3 separate regions of the Mus musculus genome follow, and regions 2 and 3 are each linked to region 1. A link is a contact called in public ChIA-PET and Hi-C data. All regions are on one chromosome and are shown on one strand. The core of a region is the stretch at or near the end of the contact, and the rest is flanking DNA. Distances in the headings are between cores, read along the strand shown. Region 1 holds the start of Ccdc90b (coiled-coil domain containing 90B). Region 2 overlaps Dlg2 (discs large MAGUK scaffold protein 2). Region 3 has its middle 29 kb from the start of 4632427E13Rik.

Evidence for each region. A called contact is a pair of places that touch in the nucleus more often than the background predicts. ChIA-PET counts read pairs in DNA pulled down with a chosen protein or histone mark.
Region 2: a Hi-C map of cortical neurons shows a contact between it and region 1, with 2.5 times the contacts expected there. The contact joins the enhancer-like site here to the promoter of Ccdc90b in region 1. A contact is called at or near these places in 4 of 39 promoter capture datasets (the 3T3-L1 cell line, the C10 cell line and hippocampal neurons), 4 of 484 Hi-C or Micro-C datasets (cerebellum, cortical neurons, granulocyte-monocyte progenitors and 1 more), 2 of 115 datasets of contacts at active chromatin or transcription factors (astrocytes and embryonic limb bud) and 1 of 9 other capture datasets (macrophages).
Region 3: a contact with region 1 is called in an RNA polymerase II ChIA-PET map of memory CD8 T cells, with 10 read pairs. The contact joins the enhancer-like site here to the promoter of Ccdc90b in region 1. A contact is called at or near these places in 6 of 39 promoter capture datasets (the 3T3-L1 cell line, 3T3-L1-derived adipocytes, the C10 cell line and 1 more), 3 of 484 Hi-C or Micro-C datasets (the 3T3-L1 cell line and the AML12 cell line), 1 of 115 datasets of contacts at active chromatin or transcription factors (memory CD8 T cells) and 2 of 9 other capture datasets (adipose tissue and liver).

Annotation. Positions count from the first base shown.
Region 1 is chr7:92,558,730-92,563,727 of GRCm38.p6, forward strand. It overlaps Ccdc90b (coiled-coil domain containing 90B), which reads left to right and starts at 2,420. Exons shown (of 9, transcript NM_025515.3): 1 at 2,420-2,906. The coding sequence starts at 2,807.
Region 2 is chr7:92,314,258-92,319,255 of GRCm38.p6, forward strand. The region is part of intron 14 of Dlg2 (discs large MAGUK scaffold protein 2); the gene reads left to right. Among named protein-coding and RNA genes, the nearest start is that of 4930567K12Rik, 200 kb to the left of the region's middle. Within about 2 kb of position 2,409, at least 18 of the 459 cell types and tissues checked have an H3K27ac peak or open chromatin away from gene starts, as enhancers often do. A contact at or near this core is called in cerebellum and cortical neurons, where this site is marked.
Region 3 is chr7:92,709,541-92,714,538 of GRCm38.p6, forward strand. No RefSeq gene overlaps it. Among named protein-coding and RNA genes, the nearest start is that of 4632427E13Rik, 29 kb to the right of the region's middle. Within about 2 kb of position 2,246, at least 11 of the 459 cell types and tissues checked have an H3K27ac peak or open chromatin away from gene starts, as enhancers often do. A contact at or near this core is called in memory CD8 T cells, where this site is marked.

The sequences.
Region 1 (4,998 bases), core at 1,170-3,669:
TCAAAATCTTTACTCATTCATTTTTCACCTCTATTTTCTCTAATTCTACCCAGTGTCCATGTATTCCTTTGCCCCATCTAAAGGTTTCTTTACCAAATTATGATCACTCACAGATTCATTTAATGCATATTTTTCAAAGGCTTGTTATGGGCCAGGCACCATGCTAAGCACTAGAGACTATAGCAATAGATGTGGTTACCACCCTCCTGAAGGACATAGATAAGCTCGTGACAGGAAAAGGTTGTGTTCTTAACTAAAGCACCAAATGTGCACATGGCATAAAGGCTTAATAAGGAGGCATTTCAACTGGGATCTGACTTTTATGAAGAAGTTGATCTAATACATTAGAAAATTTTCTCCAAGCTTCAAAAGCATTGTATGCAAAGGCCACAAATAAGAACGGGATTAATAACTTGTGCCTGCTCACTCTAACCCTCTCTTTGGGTCCTATTATCTCTGCTTACTAGAAATCCTTGAAAACATGTTTGAATCCTACTTCTCCCATCTTTTCTAAATTCTTTTATTAGTGTACATTCACTGTACACATGATGGGTTTAGTAATGGCATTCCTTTTCAAAAGTATAATGACTTTATGCTTGTTTAGTCCCCATTACCTGCTCCTGCTACTCTCCCCTTTCTCTTTCCTAATAGTCCCTCCCCTTCTATTTTATGCCTTACATATACACACCGCTAGATTGCACATATGAGGAAACACACGGGATGTTTGTATTTGTGTATCTGCCTTACTTTGCTTAATATGATACTCTCCCGTTCCCCCACTCCCACCCCAATGTCATGAATTTGATTTCCTTTTTTAAAAAATTATGTATATGAGTACACTGTAGCTGTGTTCAGACACACCAGAAAAGAGCATCGGATCCCATTACAAACGGTTGTGAGCCACCATGTGGTTTCTGGGAACTGAACTCAGGACCTCTGGAAGAGTAGTCAATGCTCTTAATGGCTGAGCCACCTCTCCTGCCCTTGATTTTCTTTATAACTAAATAAAACTCCATTGTACACATAATAATTCTTATTCATTTGTTGATGGGCACCTAGGCTTTCTCTATAGCTTGGCTATTGCAAATATGGCCAACATCCCACTCTCAGCTGGACTAGAAGATTAATTGTTTAAAAACTTACATGATACTAAGATATTACTGTTTCCTTATTCTCTACCTTCTCCTGTTTTTCTATTACAAGTTCTTGTGAAAAAATATAAAAGCAAAATTCTGGGCCTTTAGGCCCAGGCTTGGGAATGTGACTCAATGCTCCAAGGTATGCTAGTCATAAAACAGACATTCCTCTACCCACCGCTTCCTGGGTTCAAAGAGTGTTCATTCAAAGAAAGTTACCCTGACCCCCCCCCCCTGACCATTGCTGGAACCCGCTATGCAAATGTGCCATTGTTAGGGGCTCTTAGAAACTGTCTTGAGAGATAACCCGAACAATTACCAGGTATTCCTTGTGACTCTTGTGACTTTGCACTTCCTTTTGACTCTTAACTGGTATCTTTGGTATTTTCCAACAATGCCTTCCCCACTTCCTTGAGTTGTGGTTTCTTCCTTTAAATACCCCCTTACCCAGCTACTTGGGGCGCCAGGGACCTCTACCCCTGCGTGGTGTATTACTGTGGTCCCGAGAGCACTCTTGAATTAAAAGTCCTCTTGCAGTTTGCAGCAAGACCGTTTCTCATGCGTGATTTGGGGTGTCGCCTCTCCTGAGTCAGAACGTGGGGGAGTCCTCATGTTGTGGGTCTTTCACTTGGAGAGCAGAAATCCTTATAATCCCCACATAGCCTGGGAAAAAAATCCTGTACAGTAAGAACTTAAATTGTTGTTGGAATTCTTTCTTTGTTCTTCGAATTATTAATCTTTAAACCTAGCTGGCATTCAGATATTTCTGAAAATGAAATTGGAAAATATTTTAAAGTCTAGAGTGCTTCGCTTGAATACCAGGGACCCACCTGGCAGCCCAGGAGAACTGTCTCTCCTGTCTCTGTCCCTAGTACCCACGACAGAATCATTTTAATTTCCTTCTATGTGTAATCTACTAAAGTGCTTGCTGGTGGGAACCAAGTTTTGTTTTTAATGAGCTTCAGTGCTTGAAATGGTGGCTGGTGGGTAGCTGATTCCCACAAAGTTGCAATCTGGGTAAGCGACAGACTAGTTAGTACATTGCTTTCAAGGTTTTACCAGGTGGGGCAATGACTTTGGTAACTGAAGTTGGAGAATGTTAAATCATGAACAATGCCGACCCAGGAAATGGAGAATTTTCGTTTCCCTGAAGAAAAGGCCTAAAACAGTTGGTCCTCCAGTGCACCAGAGGGCCAAGCAGAGAGACGCGAAACTGCAAGTGTGTGATACGCTTTGGACTTCCACGGGCACTGGTCGATGCTACAACGCGGTCTCATCCCCACAATCCTCAGCAGCAAGGACTGCGGGTCCCATGATGCTATGCTGCTACGCTGGATTCGGTCTGGGAAGCTTGCTGCGGGACTAACTCGCCGCCCGCAAATGGGCGCCAGAAGGTTCTCCAAGACCCCGCTTTCTTAGGGCGGTAAAGGCGGGAAGAGATGGGAAAAGGGCGATGTGCTAGGGGGATAAGCTCTGAGTCGTGTTAAGTGTGGCTCTGTGAAGAGGCCTAGCTTTGTAGAAGAAAAACCTCTCAAGTAGGTGCTTTGGTGACAGACCGGAAACTACATTTCCCAGCATCCTGATGGTGAGAGGACTTCATTGTCCGAAAGCCTCAGCGAAAATCAACGCGTATTCCGCTTCCCCTTGCTGACCTGCGGGGCTCCGAGACTATGAGGAGCCGCTGGATTTGGCGGTTCCTGCGCCCTGACGGCGGCGGAATCCGCTGGACTTCAACTCCTCATGGGCGTCTGTCACCCGCCCTGCGGAGAGGTGAGACGAAGACTCGCTCAGGGAGAAGGTTCGGGCGGGTGTGCCCGCTCAGGCGTCCGCGAGAGTGACACACCCCCTGCAGGGCCCCGCCCACCCGCGCAGAGCCACCCGCGAGCTCCGGGGATGGTGGGTCTTGGGCGTTCCAGACAGGGTCTGGCTGGAGGGCTTCCTTCCTCCTAGACCCAGCCCCTGCGGACCTGCGCCTCCTCTCGGCTTGAGTTGGTGGGGGCGCGGGGCGGGGTTCCGTCTCCATTTATGAACTCTTAGGTAGTTTGCGGGTGTTCTGATTTACAAATCACATAGTAGGGTTTTGTTTTGTTTTTTAAGTGTCCTGGAACCTATGCGTTTCCAAACACTTTGTTAGTCTGTATATCCTGGAGAATATCTTACTTTACTCTGAGAACTATTTCCAAGGCTTTTTTTTATACTTGTGCTTTTCAGTTTTTCCGCCGTAAAAGGCATCCCAACCTCCACATTTCGTTCTTCCTGGATCTGTGTATGATGATAAACTGAGTTATTCAGTACCCAAAAACACTTCTCCGCCCTCCACACTTGTGTGGTTTTGTTGTTTGCCACTGTTTTGTTTTCACCCTGTTATTTAATTGTATTTGTTCCGCTGACTTTCAATCAAGGCTGCCCTTGCAAGGCTACTGTTTAGCTGCTAGAATTAGTCACATCTTTGAATCCATATTTAGGTAGTTATTATAAATACACATTCTGGTGGACTTTTCAGAAAAGGGTGGCGAGGTGGGTCCACTGGTAGAAACTTGTGCTGCACACAAGCATAACAACACAAAGTTGAACCCCCAGCCACTTCCAGGTTCAATAAAAGCTGCCCTATCAAAGACTTAGGAAGGGCATGACAGAGCAGGATACAAAGACCTCCTCTGTTCTCTCCTTAGGTATGTGTGCCCTCACACACAAAGGGGTAGCATTGTTTTGAATCTGATGAAATAATTCAAATCTCAACTTATCTGTGTACTTTTACCAAAAATATAACACCCCAGAAAAATGTTAATATTTTGGTACAATTTTCAAGTTATTCCACTTGAAGTCTGGTTACTCTTGAGGAAATCTTGTCTCCCCTTAAAATTAGTGCATGGTTTGTGTCCCTGTTCAGTGTAACAAGTATTTACTGCTTACTATAGACAAATGTCAATAGTCTAGCAAATTTGAAAGTTGGTCCTTATCCCATGGAAATACCACAGTATAGTTATTTTCAAGTAGATGGTGAGATGCAGAGGAAGCCGTGATTTGTCTACGTTTTTGTCGATGGTGCTGCAGTCTTCATTTGTTACTATCCACACTTAGCAGTACATCAGAAACACTACAGATGATTGATTCTTCTAAGTACAGATTGCCAAGCCTTATGACCAGAAGTACTGAATCAGTCCTCAGGTGGAGAGGAAGCATTTTTGTTAGTTCATTTAATTTGCCAAGATTCTCTGAAGCAACATATACATTATGCCACTAGACTATAATGTAAGAATATGTTCTTTGGAGTTGTTAGTTTGAAATGAGTTTCACTGTGTAATCTTAGCTGTCCTTGAGCTGAAGAGCGGGCTGGCCTTGAACTCACAGAGATCCACCTGTCTCCACCTCCCGAGTGTTGGGATTAAAGGCATGTACCACCACCTACTCCCTGAGAATATATGCTTTAATTCTTTGAATTTTTATAGAAAAATAACAAGCTGGTACCAGGCGAGATAAGTCTGCAGGCAGAGGTATTATTGCCAAGCCTGATGAGCTGGGTTTGGTCCTGGGACTCATGTGATGGAAGAAGAGAGCCAAGTCCTGAAAGCTGACCTCTGACCTCCACACATACTTCTACATGCACACACCCACATACATACATCCACATACAAATATACAAATAAGAAAACTTACCAGTTATGTCTTTGAAGTGGTTCAGTTCTAAAAACGGCCAATAAATTAATAATTAGATTTAGTGAACTCTATTTTATATGCCTTTTTAAAAAGTAAATTTTGGCCTTTTCCAAAAGAGTCATTTTCTACAAGATAGTCCAGAGATCTATAGTAGAAATTTTGTAAATTGTTAAGTCTTTTAATTTTGAATTTGCTATCTCACTGT
Region 2 (4,998 bases), core at 1,159-3,658, 240 kb before region 1:
ATGAATGTGGCTGCCCTTGTATTTGGAGCATAGATATTCAGAATTGAGAGTTCCTCTTGGAAGATTTTACCTTTGATGAGTATGAAGTGCCCCTCCTTGTCTTTTTTGATGACTTTGGGTTGGAAGTCGATTTTATTAGATATTAGATTGGCTACTCCAGCTTGTTTCTTCAGACCATATGCTTGGAAAATTGTTTTCCAGCCTTTCATTCTGAGGTAGTGTCTGTCTTTTTCTCTGAGATGGGTTTCCTGTAAGCAGCAAATTGTTGGGTCCTGTTTGTGTAGCCAGTCTGTTAGTCTATGTCTTTTTATTGGGGAGTTGAGTCCATTGATATTAAGAGATATTAAGGAAAAGTAATTGTTGCTTCCTATTATTTTTGTTGTTTAAGTTGGCATTCTGTTTTTATGGCTGTCTTCTTTTAGGTTTGTTGAAGGATTACTTTCTTACTTTTTCTAGGACGTGGTTTCTGTCCTTGTATTGGGTTTTGTTGTTGTTGTTGTTGTTGTTGTTGTTGTTGTTATCTTTTGAAGGGCTGGATTCATGGAAAGATAATGTGTGAATTTGGTTTCGTGGTGGAATACTTTGGTTTCTCCATCTATGGTAATTGAAAGTTTGGCTGGGTATAGTAGCCTGGGCTGGCATTAGTGTTCTCTTAGTGTCTGTATAACATCTGTCCAGGATCTTCTGGCTTTCATAGTCTCTGGTGAAAAGTCTGGTGTAACTCTGATAGGCCTGCCTTTATATGTTACTTGACCTTTTTCTCTTTGGTGCATTGTGTAAAGTGTTGTTGCATGTTTTGTGTTGTAATATGGTACATGTACTTGTTAAAGAGAAAAAGAATGTGTGTTATGTGTATGTATATTTATGTGTGTGTGTGTGTGCATGTATGTATGTCTGTAGTATGCATTTAAGTGTGTGTTATGTGTGTTTTTGTGTGTATGTTGTATTTGTGTATGTGTTTGTATTTGTTGTATGTGTTAGTTAGATGTCCTGGTGGTTGCATGACTTACCTACTTCCTTTTGCTGTATTCCCAGTCATGTCTCACAGGAGACATATTCTACTGCCTGTCTTGATGCAGATTGGTGTGTTGCTGTGCACTTTGTGACCCTGTTCTTCCATTTCTGGCTTGCATATGTCTGTCGGTCTGTCTTTTTAGTAAAGACTATATAAACACGACAAGGCCATCTCTAAAATCTCTTTTGGTCTACTAACTCTGAGTCATCTTAACTGGTATCTTAGGAGAGCTGTAAAGAATAGAGACGCAGGTCTTAGGGATCTACTGTTCTCAGGTTTGGAATGTCCCCATGGGGGTCAAGAAGACGACTCAGTGTATTTATACACATAAAGGTTGAGCAAAGTGCCACAGCCCTGTAACTCCAGTGCTAAGGGAGGGGCTTTTGAGGTCTTGCTGACCAACCAGAGTAGCTGAAATTGCAAGCAGGAATAATAAGAGACCCAGTCACAAGAATGAAGATTGAGAAGCAGTTAAATAGATCATGTCACTGTCAGCCTTTGACCACACACATCTGCACAGGCAAGTGCACCTTACACACATGTGCATATTCACACATAACCCACACATAACAAAGCCTAATCAATCAGATAAAGCTCAGATCTGGTTAGAGGACCTTCTGATTGTGGAACTGTCTATCTTCCACCTACCTTGTAAAGACACTGGGGTTGAAGTGTCAATGAAAGCAGCAGCTCTTGTGAAGGAATCAGCTTTGCTAGGGGTTGAATGATTTATAGCTTACAACATGTCTCACAGAGCATTACATACATAACCAGGGTCCATGTGGCAGTCCTCGGCAACAACACCTCATTTTATTGCTTATAAGAGGTAGTGTCAACGTACGAAAATCTAACAGAATGCCCTGTGGTGCCAGTATAGCTTGTTCACTAGGATTTTCTTTCTTTGGGAATAGAAATGGATTATATTTCTATTTTCCAAGCTTCTCTTCTTTTGTTTCTTGGCTTTGTTTAACTCCAGTGCTGGTAACCGTTTAAAATATCTAGTATTTTTCAACACAGGGGTGGCACAGAGAATAAAAGTGGGAGTAGGGAGAATGGAGTGTGTATGCAAAGAGCTTTGTGTGCTCTTTCTTAGACACTCCCAGTATTGCCAGTATTGGAGAATGTGTTCCTACTTAGGGGCTTAATCCCAACTGTTAAATGATTTCCTGAAGGTAGTTTCTTGTACGATTTCATCTGAGCGGCGTAGAAATCAAGCCAGCTTAATGGAAAAGCTCAACGTTCTGTCACCTCCAGCTCCCAAGGCTCCTCCATCTGCTCTGCCTGCACTGGGAGCCAGGAAAGAGCAGCAGAGCCAGATTTCTCATTAGCAATAAACCTGTTGGGCCAAGGACAGGGAAGTATCTGGGGCCCTGCTGGGGCATGTCAGGCACAAAGCACTTATCTTCGCTCTGAGACTTGGGTGTTGGGGTAATAGGACGTGCCTGGGACTGAGGACTGTCTGGATCAGGATGCTTCCTATGTTCTTATAATTTAGGCTCTGTATACCCTGGAACACACTGGACCAAGGGAAGAACTCGTCTTGCCAGCTTCTCATTGGTCACTTTCTTCTCTGATTTAGTTCCTATGATTTGATATAAATATTAGCATGAAACATAGAGAGAACTTGCCAAGGTTTCATATTCTACTTCATTATTTTCTTGTTTTATTTATCTGTTGATTTTAAGAGAAGATCTCACTCTATAGCTAGAGCTGTAGCTCTAGCCTGGAGCTCACAATGGAGACAAGGCTGGCCTCTATTGCACAGTTAACACCTACCTCTGCATCCCGAGTAGAGGGATTAAAGGCGTGCATACCATGCCTAGTCTTAGTAGTGTACTTTAAAGGGAGCTCTTTGGATGTGCTGGCTGCTCCTCTTGCTGTTGCTCTGTTGGCAGAAACTCCCTGAACACCAGGGGCTTCAGAATGAAAGCTTGTAGAGAATTCTTATCTGCAGTTGTTGAGGAGTCAGCTGTGTTGAAGAAGAAAAAAAGAACTAATTAGTGACCCTTGGTTGTATAACAGAATTCCAACCTGGTGTGTTACATTTGAAATTATAAACATAGAGCTATAAATAAGAAAGAAACGCTCCTTCTATTAGCCTGCTGTTGTAACAGAAAGCATTGCCAACTCTCCCTCAGGCTGAGTTAGAGCCAGATGTAATTTCTGAAGGCAGCCCTGATGTATTTAGCTGACGTGTGATTACGTAATGAAATATACAGATCAGTGGATTTTAGTAAAAATGTACTTCTACAAAATCACACCATGCAGAACTTTCCAATTCCCAGGGCCAATCCATAGCCTTACCCCGACTCTGAAGGATAACCACTATTCTAAACTTCACTCTACAGACTGGCCTAATCATGTGAATTAGCCTATACAGTTTTTGTTCATGTATCTCTATCTGGTTTATTTGATGAAATATAATGTTTTAAGAGCCTTTCATATTTTCTTACATTTTGTTAGTCTACTCTAGTTTACAACTTGATCTATCAGTCTTTTTCATAAGTACAACATATGCAACAGCACAAGTGGTCACAGGACAAACATAGGGAGTTTGTTCTCACCTTCTACCATGTATTGTTCTGTTGAAAAGCACTTGTATGATTTCCAACTGGGACCTACTGTAATTAAAGCTGCTATAAACATTGTCATACATATTTGAGGAAATATGAACTTGTTTCTGATATATACTGTGAGGTTATATGTAAATATTTAAAGCAACTAGACAATTTTAGATATGTGCTTTAAATAGGCAGTTAGATACTTTTCTAAGGGCATTGCCCAAATTGTTATGGTGACCCAGAGGTGAGAAGAATGAATATTGGACACCAACTGTCTGTACCATAGAGCCCTAGACAATATTGCATGAATGCATTTACTGACATGGCTTCATGTGTGAATTCTGAGACTATGAGACGTGTGTGTGTGTGTGTATGTGTGTGTGTGTGTGTGTGTGTGTGTGTGTGGACATCAATAGCTCTGCTTCTGGAACTCACAGAGGCCAGACAGCTGTGGTGGGCCGATTGATGTTCCTGACCAACAGTGTATCAAGGAAAAGGAGAGGTGCTCGCAGTCCTGGAAAGGCCTTCAGTACCTCTGGGCCTTCTTGCCCTTTTGTGAGGTTATAGGTTTAAGTTCTGGATACACCCTACTTTAGTAAAGCAGGAAGTGTCTACAGGCTTCTAGACATAGAAGTGAACTAGCTCCTTTGTTTTCTGCTCACTAGAGCAGATCTTTACATTTCTCTACTGAGAACTGGTTTGATTGATTGATTGATTGATTGATTGATTGATTGATTGATTGATTTAGAGCTTAAAACTCTGTCAGTCTCCGGTTTGCATAAGTCTTTAAGTACATGAAGAGAAGTAGTTGGGGTTTCCAAGTAGGGCAGCCCTTTCTTTAAGTGGAATGAAGCGCCCTGCCACTGGCACTCTTGTGGAATGAGTCTGCAAGGCTGCGGTCGCTGCAGTGATATCACTCCTCAGAGCCTGCTTCTTCAGCTAAGCGCTCACAGGCTGGTAAAGCACAGCACAGTGATAGCAAGTGCTGTGCCCTGTGTGTGTCTACCAGGGATTGACGCTGCCTGTGCTGACCGCCATGAAATGTCACATTGCTGAACATTAACAAACCCCTAACTCACAGCACAGTATTTAGCATCTACCCTGCCGGCCGGTCGGTAATGTGGTCTGTTCTCTAGCCTGATCTCTGACTTCCTTATAACAAGAGACTCAAGAGCAGCCCAGAGAAACTTCCCACCGCTTAGAGCAGCTCAACAGTTAGCAGGCAGTGGGATCTGAAACTGGTTCCTAACCACTGAGTCTCAGTTACTTCTATGGAAAAGGCCTGTGCTGACCACTGTTGTCCTGTGGGCTCATCGGGCTCCTGTGGGGATAAACACTCACTGCTGTCTTCCGGGGCGTGCGTTTCCAGCTGCCAATCCATGCTGCTTTAGAGACTGCTCAGAAACTTTCTGGTTCTAGTTT
Region 3 (4,998 bases), core at 996-3,495, 150 kb after region 1:
AAGTATTCATCCCAGAATTCAAAGTCTGACCTAGTGAAGGCAAAATGAATGTGCTTTGCCTTGGTTTAAGCTTTCTGAGCTTAAGGAAAACATTTGGAGAGGGAAGAAAAGCCTATCTTACATCACACAGGGAAGCAAATTGTTCACAGCACTTGTGACACACCAGGGGCCCCTCCCCATGCTATCTCCTATCTTCAGTTTAGCTTGAATCTGATCACTCTCTGGAGAACCCATTATAACTCACAGCTGTCTCCATTAGGAACCGACTAGAGTCACTGTCTTTATGGACGCAAACCAAGCCCCACACTCTCCTTCCTCCTGTCATTAGCCTGCAGCTCATTTGTGGAAACATATAGAATTGTATTAAAACTTTAAACACTGTAAAAAATAGACATATTCAAATGCTACTCCAAAATGCCTCTCTGAGAATACAGCATCTTCATTAAATATATTGCCTGTTAAATAGGATGGGGACTGTGAGCACATATGTACATGACTCTCAAAGAGTACTGTTGAAAGAAAACATCCTGATTATTTGGGACTGATGTTACAGTCGCATGTGTGTCTCTGTCTCATTGTCCGTTTGGAAGAAATCATGCTTGTTTCTATTTTACTGTTAATAATCATCAAATTGACAGTTTCTTTCCATATGTGTTGTTATTTTTTATCCTTTGTATTTTCTGTGAATAAATAAATACCTTCATTGTAACCATTTAGTGTCTGCTGAACCCAGCAAGGTAATTGGTTGCATGGCTGCTTAGTATTTTGTTCCCAAAGCTAATTAGACACTTGATTTATACAGTCCCTAAAGAAGACAGTTTAAAAAAACAAACCACTAGGGCCAAATGCAAATATTAGCAAGAATAGTCAACTATAAATAAACAAGCACCTTTCCCCTAGGAATTGGTTTATAAAGAACAGTACAGAAATGACATGATAACTTTTGAAAAAATAAACTTGGTATGGAGCTAACAACCATAAGTTGAATACTTGGATCAGGAATTCAAGGCTGGCTTTTGCTACACAGTAAGTTTGAGGCCAGCCTGGGCTACAAGGTCAACACACACACACACACACACACACACACACACACACACACACAACTTACTTCAAGTTTGTCAGATCTGGACCATAACAATAAAGGAACTTGAGTCCAGAGTAGTGAAGCTGTCATTCCATAGGAGGGCCAGGAGGAGCATGGTCTGGAGGGTACCTTGGATTATCAAGAGCCCTTGAGTTTAAAAAGAGAGGAGGAAGGTAGAAAGAAAGGAAGATAGAGACAGAGAAGTTTATACCGGGTTAACGAAGAGAAAGAAATAGAGAGCAAAGCAGAAGAGGGCTTCCCTGAAGCCTGCTAATCTGTGCAAATATCCAAGGAGAGAGCAGTCTTGTTCTCAAAGACTAGAGGACGGAGTCTCCGAGAAGGGACTCTGTATGAGGCAAGCGTTTCTCTAGGCTTCCAGAGAAGGGACTGCGTCTGGATCAGTTCTCCTAAGCAAGGTCTCGCCCAGGGACCTACAAAGAGCAACATTTGTGCAGTGAACAGAATAAATCAAGTAGGCTGCGCAGGAGGAGTGAGCTGCCTGCTACTCTAAGTGGGAATAAACCTCAGACTGTACAAGTTTGGAGGAGACACTTGATCATATACAGGGTGTATGTTTGATATGTTTGCAGATGTTTAGCATAATATTTGACCATATTTATCCCAGGATACAGCCCCAGTCTACACACTTCCCTCCATGTCTGTCATTCTCCTAGCCCAAGACGCTGTCATCAAGTGAACTGGATTAGGACTGGTCTTCTAAAGGTATCTTGATTCTACTTTGTAGTCAATACAATGGCTTAATAGTGTGATTAGCTCAGCTATCCCTCCTGCTTTAAACTCTTAGTGGAATAAATAAGAGAAACTAAAAGACAGAAATGAAAACATAGGAAGCTAGCTCAGTGGGCAGAGTGAAGAAGGAAGGGAGCAGAAGAGAAAGAATAGCGTCAAAAGTTTCAAACACAAACTTTTTCTTGGAAAGAAATTGAAGAAAAATCAAATAAAGGAAAGGTCTATACTATATCGCTGGGCATAAGATGAAATCACCTTACAGTTGTCAGTTCACCCAAACTATAGGTACAGTGCAATTCAATTCCAAATCAGAAAGTTTCACTTTGTTTGATACTGTAATACACTGGTTTTAAATTTTACAGAGATAGAGAGACGATTAAAGTAGCGAAACCAGTTAGAAAGCAGGAAGTGGGCTGGTCTACCAAATACTGTGGTTTAGGATAAAGCACAGTCATTAAATCAGTTTGGTCACAGTGCAGGGACAGAAGGTTGAGCAGTAGACTAGAAAATACTGTGTCCAGAGATGAAATGCTGTGTTGAACCTCTGATTTCTTCAAACATGGTGCTTTAGGACTGTCAGTCTTGAGTTACTGGTTCAGGAACATTAATTTTTCACATTCTGAAGAAAAAAAGACAATATAAACTTCAATTGTAAGTACATTCTACTCATAAATTGGAAGGTAGAAAGATCTAAGACGTAAGATATTCCAAATGGGAATACCCACAGTGAAACAGGGGAAAAGATCCAAGTCCAATCCAGAAAAGCAAGGCACAAAAGATTCAGGAATCTGACCCCACACAAAAGAAAAACATCTACTCATCTACAGAAGCAATAAACATAGAAAAAAAGGCATCCCAGAGAATTAGATATACATGCAACACACACCATCTGCTACCTCCTACCTCAGATAGAGGGAAAACAGCCACAAATTAATGAGAAAGCAGAAACATTCAGTTTTACAATTGTTCAAAAGTCTTGGTGGGCACCTTACAAAAGAGGATAATTAAATGGCCAAAAAAAAAAGCAGAAACATTCAGTTTTACAATTGTTCAAAAGTCTTGGTGGGCACCTTACAAAAGAGGATAATTAAATGGCCAAAAAAGCGGCAGTCCTCTGGGAAATATTAAAACATAAACGTCTCTGCATGCCCATTCAAATGGCCTCGCAGAAAGATGAAACGAAGGAAAGGGGCCAGGCATAGAGACACACACAATGAAAATCTGAGCAGTCATTTGGGAGGTTTTGGACTTCTAAAAATACTTTGAACTGACCAGGCATGGTGACACATGCCTTTGTTCCCAGCACTCAGGAAGTAGAGACAGGCAGATCTCTGTGAGTTCAAGGCTAGCCTGGTCTACATAGTAAGCTGTAGGCCACCCTAGTTATACAGCAAGAACCTGTGTAGGGGTAGCCAGGACTGAGCCATCTCTCCAACCCCTAGCTTCTTATTTTAACTGTACAGAGCTTATTGGTTTGTGTAGACTTTGGGTCTGGTTGATTTGTGTGTCTGTGATGTTTGTATTTATTTTCAAGGTTCTTTTCATAATAAAGTTTATAAAAGTACAATTATAACAGCATTCAGCATTTTTCACAAGTGAGAAAACCTAAACATTAACATACAATAAAATGAATAACTAAATTAATATCTTTATAACAGAACTCTATACAATGAAGAAATAAACTTCATGTGCTAACAACATCAAACTCAAAATAATGTATCTATTATTTCACTGTTACAGTGTACAAATAAGCTAAAACTAAACTATAGTGGTTCATTTCTAGGTGTACACACAATGTCTCGCTATGTAGCCCTGGCTGGCCTGGAATTCTCTATGTAGTCCAGGCTGACCTTAAATTTGCAGTGATCTGCCTGTCTTTATTTTTCAAGTGCTTGGTCTCTTTCATACTGTAAAACATAAAGTCATTATGAAATTCAGTATGGTAGTTACCAGTTTTAAAAGATTTATTTTAAAGGTTATGTGCTTATGTGTGTATCTGTGTGGACATATGCACATGTGAGTGGAAGGGCTCTCAGAGGCTAGAAGAGAAGCCGATCCCCTGGAACTGGGGTTACTGGCAGATGTGAGCTGCCTGATGTGGGTGCTGGGAAGCATGCTCAGGTCCTCTGCAAGAGCAGTGCACAGTCTTAACCTCTCAACCATCTCTCCAGCCTACAATTTTTCTTTGTCATGTGGTGCTGGGGCATAAACTAACTGGGAGCCACACTCCCATAGGAGTGTCATAGGCAAAGGAGTCAAGGTACTTGGGGACAGCATGGAGTTATAGTTCTTGAACTTAGTAGTAGTTGTGACCATTTTTATTTTGTGATCATTCACTGAATTATATATTGTCGCGTCCGCTCTCGACCAGCAAGAACGACACGACCACCAGTCCTTCTAACAGCAGTTTATTCAGCAAACTTCCGTCTTCATCTCTCTCACTTCAAGTTTTTCTCTCTCAACTTGTTCTCTCTCTCTAACCCGGGCCTCTCACTCTTATATACTCTTAGCCCTCATCCTCTCACAGCAGGCCACGTCACCTCACCAGGCATGCAGCTTCAGCTAATCAGGGCAGCAGGGGCATGTCTCCACCAAAATGGATTCACCAGTATCCTGGTGCACCTGCACAGCTCTCACGATGGTTGTGGCTTATTTTCAGGTGTATGAGGAAGTCAGGTGCAAGTCATAAGACTTAGCTGCAGTCCCTGGCGCTTTCTTGGGATTGCTGCCACACCCAGTCCTCACAATATATTTCCGGGTTTTTACCTTTTCTATGTATATATTCCATGTCCAATCTGATGGCAGGTTAAAGTAGGGTATTAAAAGGCACAGTTATGACTGAAGCAGGATAATTATAAGTTGGAGCCAATTCAAAGTTACATAGTTAATGGCTAGCCTGGGCTATAGGGAGTATCTACCAAAAAAGAGAGAAAAGAAAAGAAAAGAAAAGAAAAGAGAAGGGAAGGGAAGGGAAGGGAAGGGAAGGGAAGGGAAGGGAAGGGAAGGGAAGGGAAGGGAAGGGAAGGGAAGGGAAGGGAAGGGGGGAAGGGAAGGGAAGGGAAGGGAAGGGAAGGGAAGGGAAGGGAAGGGAAGGGAAGGGAAGGGAAGGGAAGGGAAGGGAAGGAAAGGGAAGGAAAGGGAAGGAAAGGGAAGGGGAGGGAAAT